2 separate regions of the Macaca mulatta genome follow, and region 1 is linked to region 2. Evidence: chromatin contacts called from public Hi-C data. All regions are on one chromosome and are shown on one strand. The core of a region is the stretch at or near the end of the contact, and the rest is flanking DNA. Distances in the headings are between cores, read along the strand shown. Region 1 overlaps GATAD2A (GATA zinc finger domain containing 2A). Region 2 holds the start of TMEM161A (transmembrane protein 161A).

Region 1 (4,697 bases), core at 719-3,218, 370 kb after region 2:
ACCAAAGGCACTTAGACAGGCTTGCTGGGCCGAGGGTGGGTGGGCCAGTCACTGGGCTGTTGGGGGGCTAAGGAACAGAAACCCACCAGCCAGCCCCTCTTGGGAAGCTGGGGGGTTTCTGCTTAGACCTGCAGTCCCCCAAGTAGAACCCCAAGTTCTGCTATGACCTTCACCTCGGGGCAGGGGGACAGGGCCGGGCAGGCTTCCTGAGGCATGTTGAAGAGGGATGTTCTGTAGACAGAACACGGCCATGCCGGGCCATGTCTGTGGGCCAGGCCCCAGGAGGGCAGGGGATGTTAACAGCTTGGTTCATGTCGGGTAGGGCCTGGTGAGCCCAAGAGTGTTTGCACAAGGGACAAGTGGGCTGGCAGGACTGGTGTTGGCTCTAGCAAAGCCCTCATCCCACCTTTATACACAGCCAGCAGTCCACTCTGCTAGGCCTGAAAGAGTTGAGGAGGAAAGCTTCTAGCGGGAAATGGTTATGTGGCTGGAGAAGGCATTGCTGGGCCCTGCCTGTCTTCCCCAAGCCAGCCTGGAGGAGGATTTCTTATCCTGAGGCCTCATTGGGCCACAGGTCATGGTCATCCCCAGCTTCCCTAGTGTGTGCAAGACTTGGGGGATCTTGCTGAAATACAGACTTTGATCAAGCAGGTCTGGGGCAAGGAGGACACGCTGCATTTATACAAGTTCCGGAGAAGCTGCCCTGCTGCTGTGGCTGTGACAGCGGTGGTCAGACATTCACGGGGCCAGCCCCAAGCCCACCTACAGCCTCGCCCCCACCTGCCCCTTCCCTTTTGTGTCTGTCCTACCTGGTATACTGAACGCTAAGGATAGAGCCTCCTTTTATCCAGGGGTTCCTCCCCACTGCCTGCTGCAGCACCTACTTTTTAAATGAGCTCTCAGCAGATGTGAGTGAGGAATGAATGAATGAATGAATGAATGAGGGAGAGGGGGATGAAGTGTGCCTTCCCTGCATACCAGGCAGGCCCATTCAGAGAACCACAAAGGTCCCAGCCTCCAAGGATGGCTCCTTCCCGGCGCTGGCTGAGGGAACACTAAATATTAACCACGTACTGGCTGCTGGTTGCTGGGCAGCTGAAAGCCGTAACCTTGTGCTGTGGAAGTGGGATCGTGTCTCGATTTAAGTTTATAATCCCGGCCTCTCCTCCAGGAAGTTCTATGGAAGTTCCTGGCAGGTAACAGAATTTCTGTGCTTGTGAGGTCAGGGCTGGTGCCAGCGGGTGGGGGAGTATGGGTGGTGCGTGGCAGGGAGCGGGTGAGACCATTTACGCTGATAACAGCCTGGCCTGCTTCCAGGGATTTTTGTAGGTCACATAAAATCTCTTGATCAGTGTGTTTTACATTAAGGCTTCTCAAGATGGGCAGGACGGGCTTATGGGATTTGTCCTGAAATACCACATCACTTCCAAATAAACTTGGTGCCTGGGACAGCCGCTGTAGAGTGAATGGCAGACGCTGTCCCTGGGCCACAATGCCATCCCTCCCAGCATGCTGGGCTAGGTTTCCACTGCTTTTATTTACTTCAGACAGTTTTCATAATTAAATTTTTCCCTGAAATAATGCCTACGATCATTTTGAGCCACATGCTTTTTTTCTGAATTAACTATTTTAAAAAGTCCTGAGACTCTTAAAGCCCCTCTCCTTTAAAAAGTGAGCTTAACAAAGTTTTTCATTTTAGAAACTTAAGAGGGGCCCGTGTGCGGTGTGTGTAGAGGTGACTGGAGCCTGTGGTGCAGCAACAGTCCCCTGTGGGCCGGCGCCACACAGGAAGTGCCTGCAGCTCCACAGCCCTGGGGTGAGCCTGGCGACTCCATTTTCTGACAGCACCTGAACCCTTACCTCCCTTCTCAAAATGAAGGCTGCGTGTCACAAACCGGTTGGAACTGGCCGTTGCCATGGTTTTCACGTTGGAAGGCACAGTTAAAGGGTCATGTGACCAAGGAGGGAAATGCCTTTGTCACATGACTTTTTGGTGGCCTGATTAGCATACAGGAAGTTCACTCCCTGCTGGCTGCTGGGATGCTGAGTGATCATTGATGGGTGGTGACATCATCTCTTGGATGAGTTATTGATTAGTCGCAAGCCAAGATGGGGCCAGGAAGCACTGTGGTCAGAGCAGCCCACTCAGGCAGCTTCAGCTACTAGGTGGTCTGGACCCTTCACCTGCCCTCTTCCCTCAGGCAGATTTGAATTTTATTAGACGTCTCACCTCTGGAAGAACCTCACGCCCTCAATAAGATGATAAGTGTTAAGTCCCTTAGAGCTTGGCTGTCATTTCATTTCAGCTCGTGCTGGCTCAGGAAGTGTGTCTGTAACTCTATACGGGATGCTGCCTTGGGTCCCCGCTACCCTGTTCACTTTGGAGCCCACCTGGGTAGAGGCCAGCCGCTGCAGCTCTGTGCTGGAGCCTTGGGACCACCTGCGTCTGAGGTGCTCAGTGTGTGTACACATCCAGGGAGCCTGGAATTAGAGCCCTGAGGTCACCTTGAAAGTCGATCTTGGGCGGCATGGGGCCGGCAGCAAGGAGAGACATGCTGGCGGTTTGCTAAGACCTGAGTGAGGTGTCCTGGGTTACTTTAGAAACAAGCTACCCAGTTCTGGGCTTCAGAATGTGGGCTGATAACCCCTTGCCTGGGGGATTGTATACTTCGAAATTGTACCTTTCTGTCCATGCCCAGGTCTCTGGTGAGAACCTAGTTGATCAGGGCTAGGACCAGCGTTCAGGTACAGCCGCCACGTAGCTCTGGTGGGTGGAATTAGGAGGGACAAGAGGAGAGCAAGTAAAGTGGTTCCTGAGTCCGGCATCTGGTGAGTCCAGGGTAGCCTTGGTGAAGCCTTAGCCTCTGGTGCTCTGTGTCCACCATTCCCTGAGGATGCAGCTCCTGGGCTTGGAGGGGACCTCAGAGGTCCCAAGGGCTGCTAGAGCAGAGCCAGGTCCTTCATCCTAGCGACGCTCCTCAACCCTGCCGGGGTCTAATTATGAACTGGACCCAGGCAGAGCGAGAGCCCGGACAACTTTGAGCTGCAGCTCCCAGTTAACTTTGTCCGAGTTTGTTCCCTGGGTCACAGTGCCACCTAGAGGATGCGTTCTGTCCTTGGCTGGTTTTCCTGCTGACAAAAAACCGGACCTGATTCACTTGGATCAAAGTACAATGAGGCTGAGGTGGGCGGATCACCTGAGGTCAGGAGTTCAAGACCACCCTGGCCAACATGGTGAACCCCTGTCTCTACAAAAATACAAAAAAAAAAAAAAAAAAAATTAGCCGGGCGTGATGATGCATGCCTGTAATCACAGCTACTCAGGTGACTGAGGCAGGAGAATCACCTGAACCAGGGAGGTGGAGGTTGTAGTGAGCCAAGATTGCACCACGGCACTCCAGCCTGGGCAACAGAGCGAGACTGCATCTCAAAAAAAAAAAAAAAAAGTACAATGAACCCAGATCTTCAGGGACAGTTTGCCTTGTGCCGTCAGCAAATGGAGCTGCTTGGTTGGGAACGAGTGCTGTCTCTGGGACTTGCGTTGGGTCAGCAACACCACAGCAGGTGTTCAGCCTTGCACCTTCAGTAGTGTCAGCTGTACACATACATCCTACAGGATCATTCACAGGAAGGGGAAAATCAGACTGATGTGTTCCTGCCTGGGTCAAATGACGTGGGTGCCATGCGCACTTATCTTGGAGCCTGGCCCGCCGTTAGCACAGAATGAATATTTGCTGTTTCCTGGTTCTGATGAATAACAGCAGCTCATCAGCCACACTCTTAGATGTTTGTGACTGTATTTTGACAAAATAACAAAAAAGGAAAGCCTGCAAGTACTTCCCCGATTGTCCCCTGGTGCTTCTCAGCTGGTAGTGAGATGCTGTGGGCCGACAGTGAGAAGGGGAGGAACAGGCCTCAGGTCAAGTTCACAGGTAGAAGTGAGTTCCCCAGACCATGGCAAATTCATTAGAAAGAAAAAGGTGTGAGGGCTGGAATCATGATGAACTGTCTCATGATGCAATTTTGAGCTGGAACTTATGGAGTGGGCAGCAGGGTAACAGGCAGAATGATGTTAGCATCCACGTGGAGCTGGAGGCAGCCAGCCAGAAACCAGTCCATGAGTAGATCAGGCCGGTAGAGAGTCTCTGGTCTTTGAGAGAACTTGTGTCCTAGTCAGTTTCAAAACAGATAGTTGCTGCTGCCACGTGGGGCCCAAGAAGGGCCATCTAGCACTTGGTGCCACCTTGTGAGCAAGCTGGCAGCCTGTGGATACATATCTCTTGGTCTTCTGGGGACAGGTTGGTTGCCAGGTGTGAGGGCTGTTGGCCTGCCTGGGTGGAGAGAGAAGAAAGTGGTTCACACAGGGAGCTGGGCTTCTCTTCAAGGGGTTTCCACCATGGGCACGGACTGCCGCTGGGGACGAGGCACACACATGCCATCAGACCCAGCATGCTCAAGCCCCCACAGTGGCTAACACTGAGCAGGACCCCAGGATCCAGAGCCGAGTGTTTACACAATCCGAGGCACACGGTAGAGGGAGCGGCATGTTTTCCAGAGTCACCATGTCACTCTCAGGGGCATATACACCCTCAGCCCTGGCAACATGGCGGAAGGCACTAAGAAGTCCCTACCATCAAGGTGCCCACCTGGGCACTGGGATTGGGTGCCCTATGACGTGTGGGTGAGAAGAAGGAGAC
Region 2 (4,809 bases), core at 1,346-3,845:
TTCCCAAACTGTTGGGATTACAGGCATGAGCCACTGTGTCAGGCCTATTTTTATTTTTAGAGATGGGGTCTTGCTATGTTGCCCAGGCTGGTCTCAAACTCCTGGGATCAAGTGATCCTTCCACCTCAACCTACTGAGTAGCTAGGACCACAGTCATGCACTAACACACCCAGCTATGACTTTTTTTTTTTTAAATTAGGAATTTTCTCACCCAGTTCTTAATTCAGAACACATTTTCATATACTTATTTTTAAACATTTTAGAAGAATCAGTCTGTGGTGAAGCTGGGTTTTCCTGATTGAATGCAGTAAATACCCATTTGCTGCCAGTAATTACGTAATTATGTAAAATTATGTGCTCAGGAGAGCTGTCTACTAGTATTCTGGTGTCATAATCAAAATGAAATAAAGTTTAATACTAAAATTAATTATTAAAATAATCCTTTAATCAGGCATAAATAAGCTAAATTTACTCAGAAAAACCCTAATGTGATGGATACCGGGCCTAGCATGGTAATTCGAAACGACCGCTGAGGCCAGGCACGGTGGCTCACGCCTGTAATCCCAGCACTTTGGGAGGCTGAGGCGGGCTGATCACTTGAGGTCAGGAGTTTGAGACCAACCTGGTCAACATGGTGAAACCTTGTCTCTACTAAAAATACAAAAATTAGCGGCATGGTGGCACATGCCTGTAATCCCAGCTACTCGGGAGGCTGAGGCAGGAGAATTGCTTGAACCCGGGAGGCAGAGGTTGCAGTGAGTCGAGATTGCGCCATTGCACTCCAGCCTGAGCAACAGAGTGGGACTCTGTCTCAAAACAAAATAATAATCATAAAAAAATAAAAATAAATAAAATAACAGACTAATAGGACATTTTCTCTGTGCCTATCACTTATAAACTGAGACCAGAAATCTTTTTTCAGTAATGAGGTTGGTGGCGCCATCTTTCTCATCTCTACATCCTCATTGCTCACCCTCCCCCGGACCCTAGTGCACACTGGCTGGTTGGCTGGCTGGCACTTAAGGACCATGAGTGCCAGCCCATGAGCCCCTGCAAGCCAGTGAGCCACCTGCCCTGCCACTCACCAGTCTGTTTTTCTTCTCTCTCTCGGACCTCTCTCCTGTGACCTGCCAGGGTTTTAACCACCCAATCCACCAACCCATCACAACCTTAGCACAGTAACACCTCCAGCCCAGACCTCTCTGCTGAGCTCAACCAGTAGGCTCCTCCAGGCTCTCCTGAGAGACCCCAACACTCACCCATCATCCCATACCCTGCCAGGTGGTTCAGGCCTTTACCAGTCTCACAGTCAGCCCCCAACTCGGTTCTGCACCCTGCAGGCATAGCTACAGACCCCCCCTCCACCTCCCCATGGCTCAGCTCTCTCCTCAGCCCTCACTGCGCCCAACCACTGGAGTCTCAGAGGTCTTCCTGGACCTTTGGGCTCTTCATCAATGACCCCACCACCTCCCAAAACCCCCTAAGGGAAAAGGTGGTGGAGGGGTGTATCTCTTCACCTAAGGCTTCTAGAGGTCTGTCCTGGGATGTTCTGATAGCCCTGCCCTCCAGCCAGCCTCCTATCTCAAGGTCAGGGCTCCGCAGACATCTCCAAGGATTTTCTTGAGTCTTCCATCAGCTCCTTCTTTTCCCTTTACTGGATTTACGATCCTTGAACCCAAGAACCCTGATAAAATCAATGCAACTTCCCTCCATCTCATTCCCGGGAGCCCGCGCCCTCATCTCCTACAGCGTCCTGCACCTGCGCCTGGGACAACGTCCCACTTTCAATAATCCCGGCCATCAGGGCCCTTCCTTCAGGGCCATCTCCAGCACCCCTCATCGGGGATGGTCCCAGGCAGGGACCCTCCAGTTCTCCAGTTCCACGTCCCTCTCTGCCCAGGCCAGTCGCGTCAGGGTTGTGGGAGTGCCCCATCTACCCGCACCAGCCTGATCCCCTGGGGCTGGGCTAAGTTTTAAGAACATACTCAGTGGGTTGAACCCAGAGCTGAGTGAGACGTGAAGGTTCCAACTGTCCTGTCTCCCACTCTGAGAACTTTGCCCGCCCTGAGGCCACCCAGACCTCCTGAGTCCACTGCCCACGGCTTCCCCTGCCCGTTGCACACACCCCGATATAGAAGGGACCCCTGATGGATCCCGTCGGCGCGGCCCCCACGCTCCTGCAGGACCCCTGTCCCCAGAGTGGACCCCAACAGGCCCCCACACCGCCTTAACAAGGTTCCAAATGTGCTGAGGTCCGCAGCCCCTCTGTGGGACCACGACCCCATAGCAGGACCCCAAACCCCTAAAAGGTCTCCAGAGAGCGGAATCCCCAGAACGCTTAAGGGCTTCTAGTCTCCCTGGGTACGACCCCCGTCGACTCCTTCGGAGGTCCTGCAGCGAGAGCAGGGCCCCCAGACAGGGACACACGGCCTTCAGCGTGCCCCCGAATCCCTCAGAGCCTCCAATCCCCAAGAAGAGACCACATTCCCTCAGTGTCTCCCTGGACCCCCTCGGCTGGACCCCGGCCCTGCAGAGCCCCCCACTTCGCAAGACGCTCGCTCACCATGGCGCTTGCGGGAGCGCGGTGCACGGACCCACCGGCCTGGGGCTCCGGGCCTTCCACGGGAACTCGACCAATTAGAGCCCGACTCTGATCTGACGAGCATCCCGTGCAACCAATCAGCGTGTTTTGAGCCGGCAAGTCACCAGGGACGAGGAGGCCGCTCGCGTTGCATGCCGGAAATTGTAGTTCAGACACGCTGGTTCTGAGCGATCAAAGTCAAGATTGTGTCTGGGAGGCCTGCGTGGCCCACCTCTCTGGAGGCTCAGTCTTCTCTTACCTAAACTTATTTCAAAGGTTTGCAGCGAAGTCATTTATTCCCACCTAAGGGACATTTCTGAGAGAACTCCCCCCCCCATCAAGAACATTCAATGGCTCCTACTTAGTAGACTAAGTACTTAGTATTCCTAAGTACCAAGTAGGCTAAGTACTCAGACTGAATCCAGACCCCTCTGCCTGACTTAAATCTGCTGCTAGCACTGTGGTGCACCTAATAGTACAGCTTGCACCCACCATGCTCTGTCATACCTCCAGGCTTTTGTAAATATCCTACATCTTGCAATGCCTTCAGGAATGCCTCAATCTTAAAATAAAAACAAAACAAAACCAAAAAAGAATGCCTCAATATTTTTCACCTGGCAAGTGCTTTATTCATCTCTATCAGCCAGGACTCTGGCTGTGCTCCACAAAATATCAACTAAAATAGGTTCAAGCAAAAAAAAGGAAAGTTTATGGCTCATGTGACAGAAAATACTAGCTGTAGGGTCAGCTTCAGGCATGGCTGGATCAAGGACCAAATGTCAGCTTCAGGGATCTGATGTTCTTTATTTCACCGCTAGAAGGAAAGGGCTTCTGGTGTTCGTGCCTGGGTTTTGCCGTTTGTCTTTCTGTGGATGAGTGTGTCTGCCTGAGTGTAGACATATATTGGGTATGACCAAGTGTCTGAGTATCTTTATGGGGGTGGGTTCCTGTGTGGGGGGCCCGTGTAACTACCTTTTCATTTGTACATTTTATTATTATTATTATTATTTTTTTCCTTGAGACGGAGTTTCCCTCTTGTTGCCCAGGCTGGAGTATAATGGTGCGATCTTGGCTCACCGCAACTTCCGCCTCCCTGGTTCAAGTGATTCTCCTGCCTCAGCCTCCCGAGTAGCTGGGATTACAGGCATGGGCCACCATGCCTCGCTAATTTTGTATTTTTAGTAGAGACGAGGTTCTCCGTGTTCATCAGGCTGGTCTCGAACTCCCGATTTCAGGTGATCCGCCCGCTTCGGCCTCCCAAAGTGCTGGGTTTACAGGCGTGAGCCCCCGGGCCTAGTTTACATTTTATTTTTTTAACTTTTGGCAAGTGCTGAATCTTAAGCGCACTATCGCACGCCACCTCGTGGTGGAGGGCAAAAGTGCAGTCTCCCTGGGATGGAGAAGCCGAACCAGTCTCACCAGTGGCCCTGGGGGCTCCCAGTCTTAGAAAGCAACCCATAATTTAATGGACCTCACACTGGGTGCTTAGTCTGTGGGCACTGATATCAGGGACTGGCCTGACTTCTTGTCACCATGAGGGTGAGATCCAAAGGCTGGGAAGGTTCTTTCTCTCTGGCCATGCCTCAGTTTCCTCCAGGGTACCTGCTGCTTTGACTCTTTCCCTCCTGCTCAGTCCCTGGTCCTGGTCCGGATGTGTGGGGTTGGGGTGCCAGTGAGTAGGCGGTTCTTCAGCCCATGTGGGAGGAAGGCCAGAGTCATTGTTGGGGAGGTCCTCAGAACACAAGGGTGGGTAACTGGGTGAAGGGTTTGCATCCTCTATGTGTAACACCGTGCATGTGGCAGTGGCGCTGCTGGAGGTGGCAGGGGCTGTATGCTCAGCTGGACCTCCACAGCCATTGATCACTGTCATGGGGACAGTGGCTCACCCCTCCTGAGTGGGGAAGGGACAGAAGGAACCAGGTGGGAAGTGTTGAAGACCTGAGTCCAGCCAGGGATAGTGGCTTGGTGTGTGCCTGTAGTCCCAGCTACGTGGGAGGCTAAGGCTGGAGGACTGCTTGAGCCCAGAATTTTGAGACCAGCCTGGGCAGCACAGCAAGACCCTCACCTCTAAATAAAATAAAATAAATTTTTAAAAAGTTAAATTAGCCCAGTGTGGTGGCTCAAGCCTGTGAGTCCCAGCTACTTAAGAGCCTGAGGTGGGAAGATTGCTTGAGCCCAGGAGTTTGAGGCTGCAGTGAGTCATGATCATGCCACAGCACTCCAGCCCT

Evidence for each region. A called contact is a pair of places that touch in the nucleus more often than the background predicts.
Region 1: a contact with region 2 is called in a Hi-C map of fetal cortex germinal zone, with 2.3 times the contacts expected there. The contact joins the enhancer-like site here to the promoter of TMEM161A in region 2. A contact is called at or near these places in 2 of 14 Hi-C or Micro-C datasets (fetal cortex germinal zone and fetal cortical plate).

Annotation. Positions count from the first base shown.
Region 1 is chr19:20,085,848-20,090,544 of T2T-MMU8v2.0, forward strand. The region is part of intron 2 of GATAD2A (GATA zinc finger domain containing 2A); the gene reads left to right. Among named protein-coding and RNA genes, the nearest start is that of TSSK6, 23 kb to the right of the region's middle. Within about 2 kb of position 1,969, at least 23 of the 40 cell types and tissues checked have an H3K27ac peak or open chromatin away from gene starts, as enhancers often do. A contact at or near this core is called in fetal cortex germinal zone, where this site is marked.
Region 2 is chr19:19,712,587-19,717,395 of T2T-MMU8v2.0, forward strand. It overlaps TMEM161A (transmembrane protein 161A), which reads right to left and starts at 2,596. Exons shown (of 11, transcript XM_077978495.1): 1 at 2,564-2,596. The coding sequence starts at 2,566.